2 separate regions of the Mus musculus genome follow, and region 2 is linked to region 1. A link is a contact called in public promoter capture Hi-C data. All regions are on one chromosome and are shown on one strand. Each heading gives the region's core, a stretch centred on a gene start, on an enhancer-like site or on the middle of the called end of the contact. The rest is flanking DNA. Distances are from core to core; before and after follow the strand shown. Region 1 overlaps Vmp1 (vacuole membrane protein 1). Region 2 overlaps Dhx40 (DEAH (Asp-Glu-Ala-His) box polypeptide 40).

Region 1 (5,833 bases), core at 1,708-4,207:
TTCTTGTTGTTGTTGTTGTTCTTGTTGTTGTTTTGGTTTGGTTTGGTTTTTCGAGACAGGGTTTCTCTGTATAGCCCTGGCTGTCTTGGAACTCACTTTGTAGACCAGGCTGGCCTCGAACTCAGAAATCCGCCACCTCTGCCTCCCGAGTGCTGGGATTAAAGGCCTGCACCACCACGCCTGGCTAGAGTTTATCTTTATGTTTATAAATGTATGATTACCTCTGTTACTCCCCCTTTGCCCCTATTTTTTCTGGGAGTCTTCTGTAGCCCAGGCTGACTTCAAACATTCTTATGTAATTGAGGCTAACCTTAAACTTCTTAAACTTACCTCCACCTCCTGAGCCGGGATTAAAGATGTGCCCCACCAAGCTCAGTTTATGTGGCTTTGGGGATTAAATCCAAGACTTTTTGCATGCTGGACCAACTCAACTACCACCCTATCCCTGATGACCATCTTGTTTCTGCCAGCCCACAGAGGTCCACCTGCTCCTGCTGACCCATTCCCAGCATCTGTGAGCTTTTCAATTTCAGAGATCATGTGTATTGTTTACTGTTCTGAGCACCTGACAGCCTGACTCACACAGCAGATTCTCAGGAAATGACCACATGTGTTCAAATAAAGGTCCACCCTATAAAGTCAGCAGATCTTTTGTATAGCCAATATTCTTCTGTTTCCTTAGATTTTGAAGTTTCTAGGAAATTCTGCCATTTATCTACATTATATAGAAGTTGAAGTGCCTTCAATATTTGGACAACTTGGTTAAATTGTAGTATATTCTGTCCCCTATTCCTTTCTTTTAAACTGCATTAGCATGGTCCCCAAAAGAATCCTAGTGAGGGACTGGAGAAATAGCTCTGGCTTAAACACGCACATTGATGACTTGTAACCACCTGCAACTCCAGCTCCAAGGGACTCACTCCAGGCCTTTGACCTCTGAGGGCACCTGTCTGAGTGCACATACGTACATGCTGACACATATGCGTGCACATTATTCATTAGTATATATAAGCCCGCACATGCCTGTAATCCTGCCTTTGATCCTAGCACCCGGGAGGTAGTCACCAAATTTCTGAGTTCAAGGATAGCCTGGTCTACAGAGTTAGTTCTAGGACAACCAGGGCTACACAGAGAAACTTTGTCTAAATTACGTGTGTGTGTGTTATAGCTGAGTGGTTAAATAAACAAATCTTTAAATAATATAAGTTAATTAGATTTGGCTTCAACATCAGATACCAAAAGAGTTTTTAGTATTTTGTCAGTAATTAAATTATAATCACAGTCTCTCACCAATCATGACAAAATTTGTTTTCCTACACTTTGAAACAAGACATTGTTGCTTTGTTTTGTCTTTTGAGACAGCATCTCTATTCATAACTCTGGCTGTCTTCAAGCTCACCGAGATCAGCATACCTCTACACCTGCTAATATTAAAAGCAAGTACCTCCATGCCTAGCTCAAATAGGAAATGTTCTCTGGCTTTGGGTTGTTTTGTTTTTTTTTTTAATTTATTTACTTCTTATTTTTTTGAGACAGGGTTTCTTTGTGTAGCCTTGACTTTCCTTGAACTAGCTCTGTAGACCAGGCTGACCTCAAACTCACAGAGATCCACCTGCCTTTGTCTCCCAAATGCTAGGATTAACGAGGCCTGCCTAGATGTTTTAAAATATAAGTGTTCAAAATGAAAATTACCAATATGGCTGTAGCTGTAGCTCTGTGGTAGAGTGTTTACAGGGGATATTTAGCACTGTAACAAAAATAATAAATATAACCCTAAATCCTGAATGCATGGGTTCATGTAGCTCAGGTTTGTCTGGTTCAACTCAGAATGATCTTAAACTCTTTCCTTCCTTCCTTCCTTCCTTCCTTTCTTTTCTTTTCTTTTCTTTTCTTTTGTAACTTTCTCTCAACTATGCATTGTGGCTGCCTAGAATTCACAATATACACCAGGCTGACCTTGATATTTTTACTTACGTGTATGTGTGTATATCTTTGTGAGTAAATACCACATGTGTTTAAGTGACAGTGGAGACTGGAAGGTGTCAGAGTCCTTGGAGCTGGAGTTACAGATGGTCATTTGCCTGTGTGCGAGAAGCTCAGCTCAGATTCTCTGGAAGAACAGCCAGTACTCTTAACCACTGAGCCGCCTCTCCAGCCCCAGTGGACTGCTATTCTTAATATAAGTATGGAACAGCCTAGCTAAACATGACACCCTAAGTTCAATAATGCCTATTCCCCAATCATAATTAACAGCTTTATTTCTAGGGCAATTCTAGAAAGTAGTTGCTAATGTCAATAGGTTTAAGGGAAAATGTCCTTATTATCTAAATCAGTAGATAGATCTAAGTTATACTCTATAAATAATCAGATATAGTGGACCACTTACAAATTCTGAAAGATTAGAATATAGAAAATAGCTTTCTAATTTATGGTGTGTTTCTTAGCAGGTGGGCAGGGACAGAATTCTGTTGTTTTTAAAGATGTTGCTTGTGCATTGGTTTGTACTCTCTGAGTACGTCAGAGGGAAAGTCAGAGCCAAAGCACCAGCAAACCTGAGAGCTTGAAAGGCAGTGTTAACGTCTTGTTCCCTATTACTGTGATGACATAAACCTGATTTTTAATTCATTGTAGACTTACATTGTAAGAAATACGTGAGACCTGTGAATATTTCTTAAAGTACAGAACCAAATGATAAAAATTGTAATTATAAAATGACATGTTCCGGAATTCTCACCAAATAGAGGCTAAGAATTCCCAGAAAATAACATTAAGCCTGTGACTTGCAATAAGCCATATGCAGAACATTGGCTTGTTGTCAGCTTGCCAGGGTCTGATTGGAAGACAAAGTCCCCAGTTTTACCACACAGGAGAAGTTTCCATAACTCAGTCATTGAACTCGAGGGCTGGGGGATGGGCTTGGCTGGAACAGGGACTTTTCACCAGTTACAGAATGTTCCATGCTCTTCTTCGCTGTCTCCTAACAACAGTTAACTTGATGTTTGACCTCAGAGTCAGGCTTGCCTGTGGCAAGAGAGAGCATTTGAACCAGTTAGTAATTAAGCTCTGAAGTCGGAATGTTGTTTCTTGTTCTTCACTCTATGGAAAGTAGTTAGAATGAGCTATGTCAGCCTAGACCACAGGAGGAAGACTCAACCTTTTCTTATTTTTCTGTTTGAGTTGCTTGTTTGTTTTTGTTTTTGTTTTGGGGTGTTTTTGGGCATCTTTTGTTGCTGGTGCTGCTGCTGCTGCTTCTGTTGAATGAGGGTCTTACTCGGTAGCCCTGGCTAGCCCTGGCTAGCCTGTAACTCACTTCATGTAAACCCGGCTGTCCTTGAAGTCACAGAATTCTGTCTGGGCTTAAAGGGATGGGCTACCTTGCATGGCTATTTTTTATTACTATTATTATAAAATGTAATCTAGTTCATGTCTCTGATTCTGTTTTACGCTGGTCATTATGAAAGTAATTTTCTTAAAAGGTTATAGAAGTCTGAACCAAGCCGGGCGTGGTGGCCCACGCCTTTAATCCCAGCACTCGGGAGGCAGAGGCAGGCGGATCTCTGAGTTCGAGTCCAGCCTGGTCTACAGAGTGAGTTCCAGGACAGCCAGGGCTACACAGAGAAACCCTGTCTGGAAAAAAAAACAAAAAACAAAGTCTGGCCCACCAGTATTCATTCCGTGATCTGAGAAAGGATTACTAGCTTAGAACCCCACTGTGGTGACGCAGCTGTGGTGGCGCAGTTCTGACTTTAAAGTTACCTCCCTCTGCAGTTGATGATAGCTTCCCTTCTTGTGTCTGTGGTAATCTGCAGAAACTCTTCCATGTTTCTGTCATAGATGCTGGGATGCAGCATAGCTAGACTGCTGATGAGAAATGGATATTTTATTAGGAAGTTAGCACTATCAGAGCATTTCAGTGGAATATTAAAGTAAAAATCCAGTTTGTTAGATAATACAGGGTAAAACAAAAGGCGGTCAGGAATTCCTGACACATTTTAATTACCCTACTTCTTAGATACATAAACCTATTCTTTTTTTAATTTATTTATTTATTATAGGTAATTACACTGTAGCTGTCTTCACACACCCCAGGAGAGGGCATCAGGTCTCATTAAGGTGGTTGTGAGCCACCATGTGGTTGCTGGGATTTGAACTCAGGACCTTTGGAAGAGCAGTCAGTGCTCTTAACCACTGAGCCATCTCTCCAGCTCAACCTATTCTTTCATTAATAGAAGGAATTACTATGTGGTTTTTGGATGAGGGAAATACTAGCCAAAAAAAAAAAAAAAAAACTAGAGAGAAAATATAAATTACAGGGCTGGAGAGATGGCTCAGCAATTAAGAGCACTTGCCACTTTTTCAATAGACCCTGTTTTGTTTCCAGCACCTGTATTGGATAGGACATAACTGCCTGTAACTATCTCCATGGGATCCAGTGCCCTTTTCTGGCCTTCTTAGGTACCTGTACATACATATATACATTTGGGCACACATATATACACAAAAAAAAAATTAAGGAAAAAGAAAATACAAATTACTACTGAGCATGATGGTGTGCACCATGTACAAGCATGGGGAGAGAAGAGGAAGTTAAAAGCAGGCTTGGGGTGGGGGAGAAAAGAAACAGTAGAAATATAAAGGCTAGCTAGGCATGGCATGGTACTGCATACATGCCTTTAATCCAATAATCTAGAGGCAGAGGCAGGCGAATCTCTGTGAGTTAGAAGCCAGCCTGATCTCCATAGCAAGTTCTAGGATAGCCAGAGCAACATAAAGAGAAAATATCAATAGAGATAGATGAGAAGAATTCTTGCCTGGTAGCTCACTCCGGTAATCTTCACAGTTGGGAAGCTGAAGCAGGAGGATTATCATGATTTCCAGTCCAGCCTGAGCTACAGAGTATTTCTCTGTCTTAAATACAGCCTGATGTGTTTATTAGCCTCTGTTCTTTGAAAACCGGAATGAAGATGTGTTTCCAAGGCTTGCTGAGAGCACCACAGAAGGCAGTGTTTGTCCCTCAGTCTTGGAAGTCGGAGATGAGCATGGAGAGCCAGTCTCAGTCTCAGGCAGCTGTTTGAATACAGCCAGCACGATCGTTTTTACCCCATTACAGCAGACCATTCCTTAAACTCCTGCTTTACCATTGACAGAAGTGCCTGCCTGTCCTTCCTGCTCAGGTCTGCATTCTGAAGAAACCATCCCAAACATTGAAAAGCAAGGGCATTGCAAAACCCTGCGTGCTAGAAACCCCTTGTGAAGCACAAGCGACCATATGCCTGAAGTGTCTGGAAAAAGCAATGTGGTCTGTCTTCCACCAAGCCTCGAAGAAAGGGATGCTATCATGTGTATAAATAATGCCACTGGGTACACAGTGACCTAAGTTGAATACAAAAGAATTTTTAATTATTTCAGAGGGACACAGATGCAAATTAAATTCAAGATGTTTTCATCCCAAACCCTGAGGTAGAATCACAGCAAATTTTAGAAGGTGCCAGAGACTGTCAGTGCAAACAAGTCCATATATAAAAGGCCTAGAATTTCCAGTGCAGTATGTAATTCTCACTCTACGTTCATTGTATGTTGGGATCCGCTTCCAAAACCCTGGTGTATAAAGAAAGCACTTTTCAAATTCAAAAGAGGTAAAATAGTCAAGTCAATTTGCCAATTTTCCCTGGCAACATCAGCTTCTTAGATTGTGTTCTATGTTCAGTGAAATGGTAACAATAGTAACACTTTCATGCCCAGTACCCAGAATTCCTAGATCTTACTTTCACCAAGTTAAAAATGCTGGTTTTCAGTCAGTGCCAGTCCACTCGCTCGCTCCCGCAATAGTTAG
Region 2 (5,833 bases), core at 1,889-4,388, 170 kb before region 1:
ATAACGTCAGTAAATATGTTAGGATAATGGTGAGGGAGTTGTTAGTAGGCATGTTGGTTTATGCCTGGTATCCTAGCAGTATCATCTGAAAGAGACTGGGAACAGGAAACCACTATTTAAGTCAGAAGAGCCTGAACAAGTGCTCTACCATAAAGAACATGGAAAGTAAAGGTGGTTCTGATTCTAAATTGAGTCCTTCTGCTTTAAAAGATATTATTAGGACATTGCTGATACTTCAGTGGGGTCTCAGGATTTGATGTTAGTAATGCATGAATGTTAACTTTCTGTTTTGGTGATTGTATCACAGTTATGAAGGAGAGTGGCAAGCATTTGGTGGTTATGGGTAAGACAACAGGTTGGAAACTTACTTCCAATTGTCAATGCTTCCGATAAAAATCATTTTTGTGGGCTGGTGAGATGGCTCAGCGGTTAAGAGCACTGACTCCTCTTCCAAAGGTCCTGAGTTCAAATTCCAGCAACCACATGGTGGCTCATAACCATCCGTAATGAGATCTGATGTCCTCTTCTGGAGTGTCTGAAGACAGCTACAGTGTACACACATATAATTAATTTTTTAAAAAAATCGTATTTGTTTTGTTTTTGTCCTTTACAATTTTCTGTAAATTTAGTTTATTTTAGAATGAGATTCAGGTTCAGAGAGAGACTGTTGTCTTAAAGTGTATAGCTATAGAGGAAGATACCCTGCATTGACCTCTGGCCTCCCTATTCACATGCATGGGCTCGTACACACACATACAAAATAATTGAAGAAATGTGAGATGGGCTAACATGCTTAAGTTACTTTAACATAAAATATAATTATAGGGCTGGTAAAATGGCTTGGTAAAGGTGCTTGCCCTGAAAACCTTATGACCTCAGGTTGGACCTTAGAACTGAAATAAAGGTTCATTTGACTCCAAAGTTGTCCTTGGCTTCCACATATGACAAGGCATGAATGCACCACACTCCCACCCACCTATTAATATATATTTTTAAATGTATAAAGCATAAACCTACCCTCTTGTAATAGCAGCCTCCTTTATTTAAATTGTGCTGAAAAGAAATGTTTTTACTGTATGGATAGATACTCTTAGGAGAAATAGAATTTGAGGAATACAAGTGTTTAAACCCAGTTCTTGTGACATTATTGTTACTTAAAGAGATTCCTCTTCCCTAGGTAAACTGCTGCTTATTTTAGTAGTTAAGAAAACATCAGTTACCTTATTGCTTTACTATTTTGATCTTTATCATTTGATTTTTCTGTTTATAGATCTGTTGGCAGAACATTTTGCACAATGGATGGGCGTGGAAGTCCAGTTCATATCCATCCTTCCTCAGCAGTAAGTTCTTGTTTATTTGGTTGGTTGGTTAGTTGGTTTTGAGAGAAGGTCTCTGTGTTGCTGAGGCTGTACTCTTTCCTCTGCCTCCCAAGTGGTGAGACAGACTTACAGACTTACACCGCCTTGCCTTGTAAAGCACTCCTTTGTGGGTTTGGTTTTTGTTTTGTTTTCTCGTGCACTTTACATCCTCGGCCCTTAAAAAGTCCTCTTTTTCAATAAAAGGTTTTATGGGAGCGTGGAGAGGCATATGCATGGAGGGGTCAGAGAGTAACTTGCAGGAGTCAGTTTTTTCCTTCCACCAGGTGGGTCCTGGGGACTGAAGTTGAGCCATCTTGACAGCCCTAATGTATCTTATTTTTAATGACAGGTAGGCATTTGTAAGAGTAGAGTACTAACATATCAGTGTCTTCTAGTTTTCACTGAAATGTCATATAGAGAGAGCTTAGGGGTGTTGGTTAGCATATGATTTCTGTTTTGTGGAAGAAAATGGGCATTCAGAGGGTTTCAGGTTATTTTTCTGTTATTTTGGAGACAGGTCTGTAGTATGTAGTCCTTGACTGTCTTTATTTTCTTGCTCTTATTTAGAATGGGGCTGATTATTAATATTAATAAATTATCCTTAAATTTTTATATAGCTTCATGAACAGGAAACCAAACTTGAATGGATAATTTTTCATGAAGTATTAGTTACCACCAAAGTCTATGCAAGAATTGTGTGCCCAATCCGTTATGAATGGGTGAGAGACTTACTACCCAAGTTGCATGAACTTAATGCGCATGATTTGAGCAGTGTGGCTAGACGTGAAATGAGAGAAGATGCAAGAAGAAAATGGACAAATAAGGAAAATGTGAAACAGCTAAAGGGTGAGTGAATCATAGTTCTATTCTGTTTTTCTAAGAAGGGGTTTATGTTGTAGACCAGAGTGGCCTCAAAGGTCTGGTGATCCTTTACCACACCGTCCTCAACACTGGGGTTATAGGTGTTCTCTTAACTATGAAGCTGTCTTTCCCCCCTTTGGACAGGGTTTCTCTGTGTACTCCTGGCTGTCCTAAATCTCACTCTCTAGACCAGGCTGGGCTTGAAGTCAGAAATCTGCCTGCCTTTGTCTTCTAAGTGCTGGGATTAAAGGTGTGCACCATCACTGCCTGGCTCACTCCTTTGTTTTTCTTTTTCCCAGTTTTATTTATGTTGTCAGGATCAGCAGCAAGTGCCTTTATCTGCTGGCTCATGTACTTTTTGTTACTGTACTGGTTGTCCTAGGGTCTTGTTCATGTGAAGTGTACATTGTACCACTGAGCTCAGCACCTACATGCTTTTCAACCAGACTTTTGGTTAGACAACATTTAATTTCCTTTTGATCTTTTTTTGTAAGAAAAAATATTTGTATGTATATGATGTGTATATTTCTGGTTGACCATGCACACGTGGAGGTCAGAGGACATCCTCAGTTATTGGTGCTTGCTCAAGATAGGGTCTCTGGTTGCTACTATGTACTCCAGTCTAGCTGGCCTAGAGCTCATAGTTATTTTCCTTTCTCCACCTCCAATGCTATACAAGTGCATGCTACTGAACCGTCTCCTCAGTCCTTTTTTCTTAATGTTGAAAATAAGGTATATTTATACTATTTTCAGATGGAATATCAAAAGAAGTTCTAAAGAAAATGCAAAGAAGAAATGATGACAAATCCATATCAGATGCACGGGCTCGCTTCCTTGAGAGAAAGCAACAGAGAATCCAGGACCACAGTGACACATTAAAGGAAACTGGCTAAGCAGTGGACTATCCAATTCAGGAAGCAGGAAAGCAGCCAGGAAATGTGCTTCTGTTTTGCCAGTTATTTCCGACAGTACTATCAGAAGGAAGTGGTCAGCAGCTGTTCCTAGCCTGTGAGCCGAAAGCAAATCAGAATTTATAAATCACATCTCATCAATACTAACAAATGACATTTTGAAAGGAAAGATTGGGTTGCATAGTCATAGTACATGAATCCAATCAAAGATGATACAATATTTCCCTCACTTCTGTTTTGCTGGCCTTAACTGGTATCAAACAGTGTCACTGAGATATTTTCAAAGAACACTGAATTGTATTTAATCAGCGTGTATTCCATTTGCATTGAAGCATTAAAGATTATTTTCCTTAAATCTCTTCAAGGCCTTCTTATTGCTGTTAGAATAGTGTTGTATCAGGTATGTGACCATTTCAGAAGGCTGAACTTACATAGAGGTTTTACTCAGCAATACTTAGATGTCTAACAGTTTAATTGCTCCAGAGCTTTATAGGTATTTAAAGACTGATTAGTAAATAAAATTGCCTATGGCAGGACTTTCTTAAATTAATCCTACTCCTTAAAGTGATTTTTTTGGGATTATACAAATTCCTTTTTATATAAAAGTATATTGTTTAAAACAGTAGCTATAGCCATTAACCAAAGGACAGATGTGTATATGTGTGTGTGTGTATGTGTGTGTATGTATATGATACATAATATCACACACACACAAAGTTCTTTTTAGCTATTCCTACATACTTGTGTGTCAGCCCATGTATGTAGGTGTGACCGATTTCAAGCAGCCCCTCCACCTGGCCTTTCTCTCTCTCTCTCTGTCTCTGTCTCTCTGTCTCTGTCTCTCTCTCTCTCTCTCCCCTCTCCCTCTCTCCCTCTCTCCCTCTCTCCCTCTCTCCCTCTCTCCCTCTCTCCCTCTCTCTCTCTCCTGCACCTGCTTGAGTAGGACCATTTAAACACCTATTATGCTATTCTTGAGATGGGATTTTTCAAAGCGGCCAACACTTCACTAATGTTTCAAATCAAAACCTTGAGGCTAATATTACACTCAGGCCACACTCAGCACTTGCCTCCTCTTGTTTACTGCCTTGTATTGTAGTTATGTGTGTATATGTCTGTCTTTCTCATTAGATTATACGCTCCTTGTGGGCAGGGTCTGTCTTTTTCACCTTTGTACCTTTCATGGCATCTAGCATAGTGCTTTGCACATAGTCGTCACTCAGTGTTTGTTAATAAAGCTACTAGTGTCATTAAAACTCTATAGACAGTATGTGGATTTTTGTTTTCAGGTTTTTTAAAAAATTCTTTTTATGTAACCCTAGTTGGCCTGGTATTACTGTATAGAACAGGCTGACCTCAAACTCAGTTATCCTCCTGCTTCTCTCTGCCTCTCAGGTGGATTTTATATACTTGTGCCACTATACTTGGCAAGGTTTTATATCTTTAGTATAAAAATTACTCCTAATTTGTTTTGATAGGTAATTCTATCCTTTGGTATCCAAAAAGTTTAAGTTCAGTAGTTATACTTGAAGCCTTTCTGAAAAGATGGTGTTAGTCTGAATCCTGCTTTTCTTTGAAGGTAAGTAGTGATAATTAATTTATTGTTTCCAGTATCATGAATCTGCTTAAAAATCATTTAGGCTGGCCAGGCAGTGGTGGTGCATGCCTTTAATACCAGCACTTGGAAGGCAGAGACAGGCGGATTTCTGAGTTCAAGGCCAGCCTGGTCTACAGAATGACTACCAGGACAGCCAGGGCTACACAGAAAAACCAAAAGAAAAATCATTTAGGCCTTCCAGTTTTCATTTTCAGGTGTATTTTACCCTTAGAAAAGATGTGGGTAGATTCTTTGAATGAAAACTTTTATAGTTTTTTTGTTTAGCCTTATTTTTTATCTTCTGTGTATGGGTGTGAATTGTCTGCATATATGTCTGTGTACCACTTGTGTGCCTGGTGCCCCTGGAGACCAGAAGCAAGCACTAGATGCCCTGGAACTGGATTTACAGTTCCAGCCATACAAGTGCTATCAATCAAACCAGGGTCCTCTGAAAGAACAGCCAGTGCTTTTACCTGCTGAGCCATCTCTCCAGATTCTGAAAGCTCTTTTGAATCATAAAATATTAACCACCACATTCTACATCTATAGTCCAAATTCAAATTTCACCAGTTGTTCCAATAATCTCTTTTACTTTTTAAGCAGAATGAAAGTAAGCTATAGAGAAGAATTCCCAGGAGAGAGAAAGGGTTTCCAAGGGAGGAATAGGCCTAATATTTTGTTGTTTGTTTTGAGCCAGAGTTTCTCTCTGTAGCCCTGGCTGTCCTGGGTAGTTATTTTATATGGTACTAGTTTGGCTTTCTCTCCTTTTTCCTAAAACTATGTGTGCGCATGCTTACCAGCCCATGAGTAGGCCAGGGGTGGGCATCAGGTGTTAGCATCTGGCACTTTCAGCCTCATTGTTTTGAAACAAGGTATCTCACTGGAACTAGAGTGCTTACCAACTGACCAGAATGGCTGACCAGCAATTCCCAGGAATCATCTCCACCTCCCAGCACAGGGATTACAGGTCCAAGTGTGCCGAGGATCTGAACTCAGGTCTGCGTGCTTGCACATCAGTCTACCCAGTCCCACAATTAGACAATTGTTACTTGAGTGTTACATAAGCTATCAGAATCTCTTCTAGGTTATCACAGCTGAAAGTATAGGAA

What was found. Capture Hi-C pulls out chosen DNA fragments and counts their contacts.
Region 2: a contact with region 1 is called in a promoter capture Hi-C map of adipose tissue. The contact joins two enhancer-like sites. A contact is called at or near these places in 2 of 115 datasets of contacts at active chromatin or transcription factors (the HPC-7 cell line and embryonic stem cells) and 2 of 9 other capture datasets (adipose tissue and liver).

What each region holds. Positions count from the first base shown.
Region 1 is chr11:86,593,460-86,599,292 of GRCm38.p6, reverse strand. The region is part of intron 10 of Vmp1 (vacuole membrane protein 1); the gene reads left to right. Gm46289 (a long non-coding RNA gene) reads right to left here. Exons shown (of 2, transcript XR_001780284.2): 2 at 798-5,598. Among named protein-coding and RNA genes, the nearest start is that of Gm46289, 5.8 kb to the right of the region's middle. Within about 2 kb of position 2,957, at least 45 of the 459 cell types and tissues checked have an H3K27ac peak or open chromatin away from gene starts, as enhancers often do. A contact at or near this core is called in adipose tissue, where this site is marked.
Region 2 is chr11:86,767,401-86,773,233 of GRCm38.p6, reverse strand. It overlaps Dhx40 (DEAH (Asp-Glu-Ala-His) box polypeptide 40), which reads left to right. Exons shown (of 18, transcript NM_026191.2): 16 at 1,271-1,340; 17 at 1,976-2,204; 18 at 2,973-4,385. The coding sequence ends at 3,112. The region is part of intron 2 of Gm42085 (a long non-coding RNA gene); the gene reads right to left. Among named protein-coding and RNA genes, the nearest start is that of Gm42085, 13 kb to the right of the region's middle. Within about 2 kb of position 3,138, at least 1 of the 459 cell types and tissues checked has an H3K27ac peak or open chromatin away from gene starts, as enhancers often do. A contact at or near this core is called in adipose tissue, where this site is marked.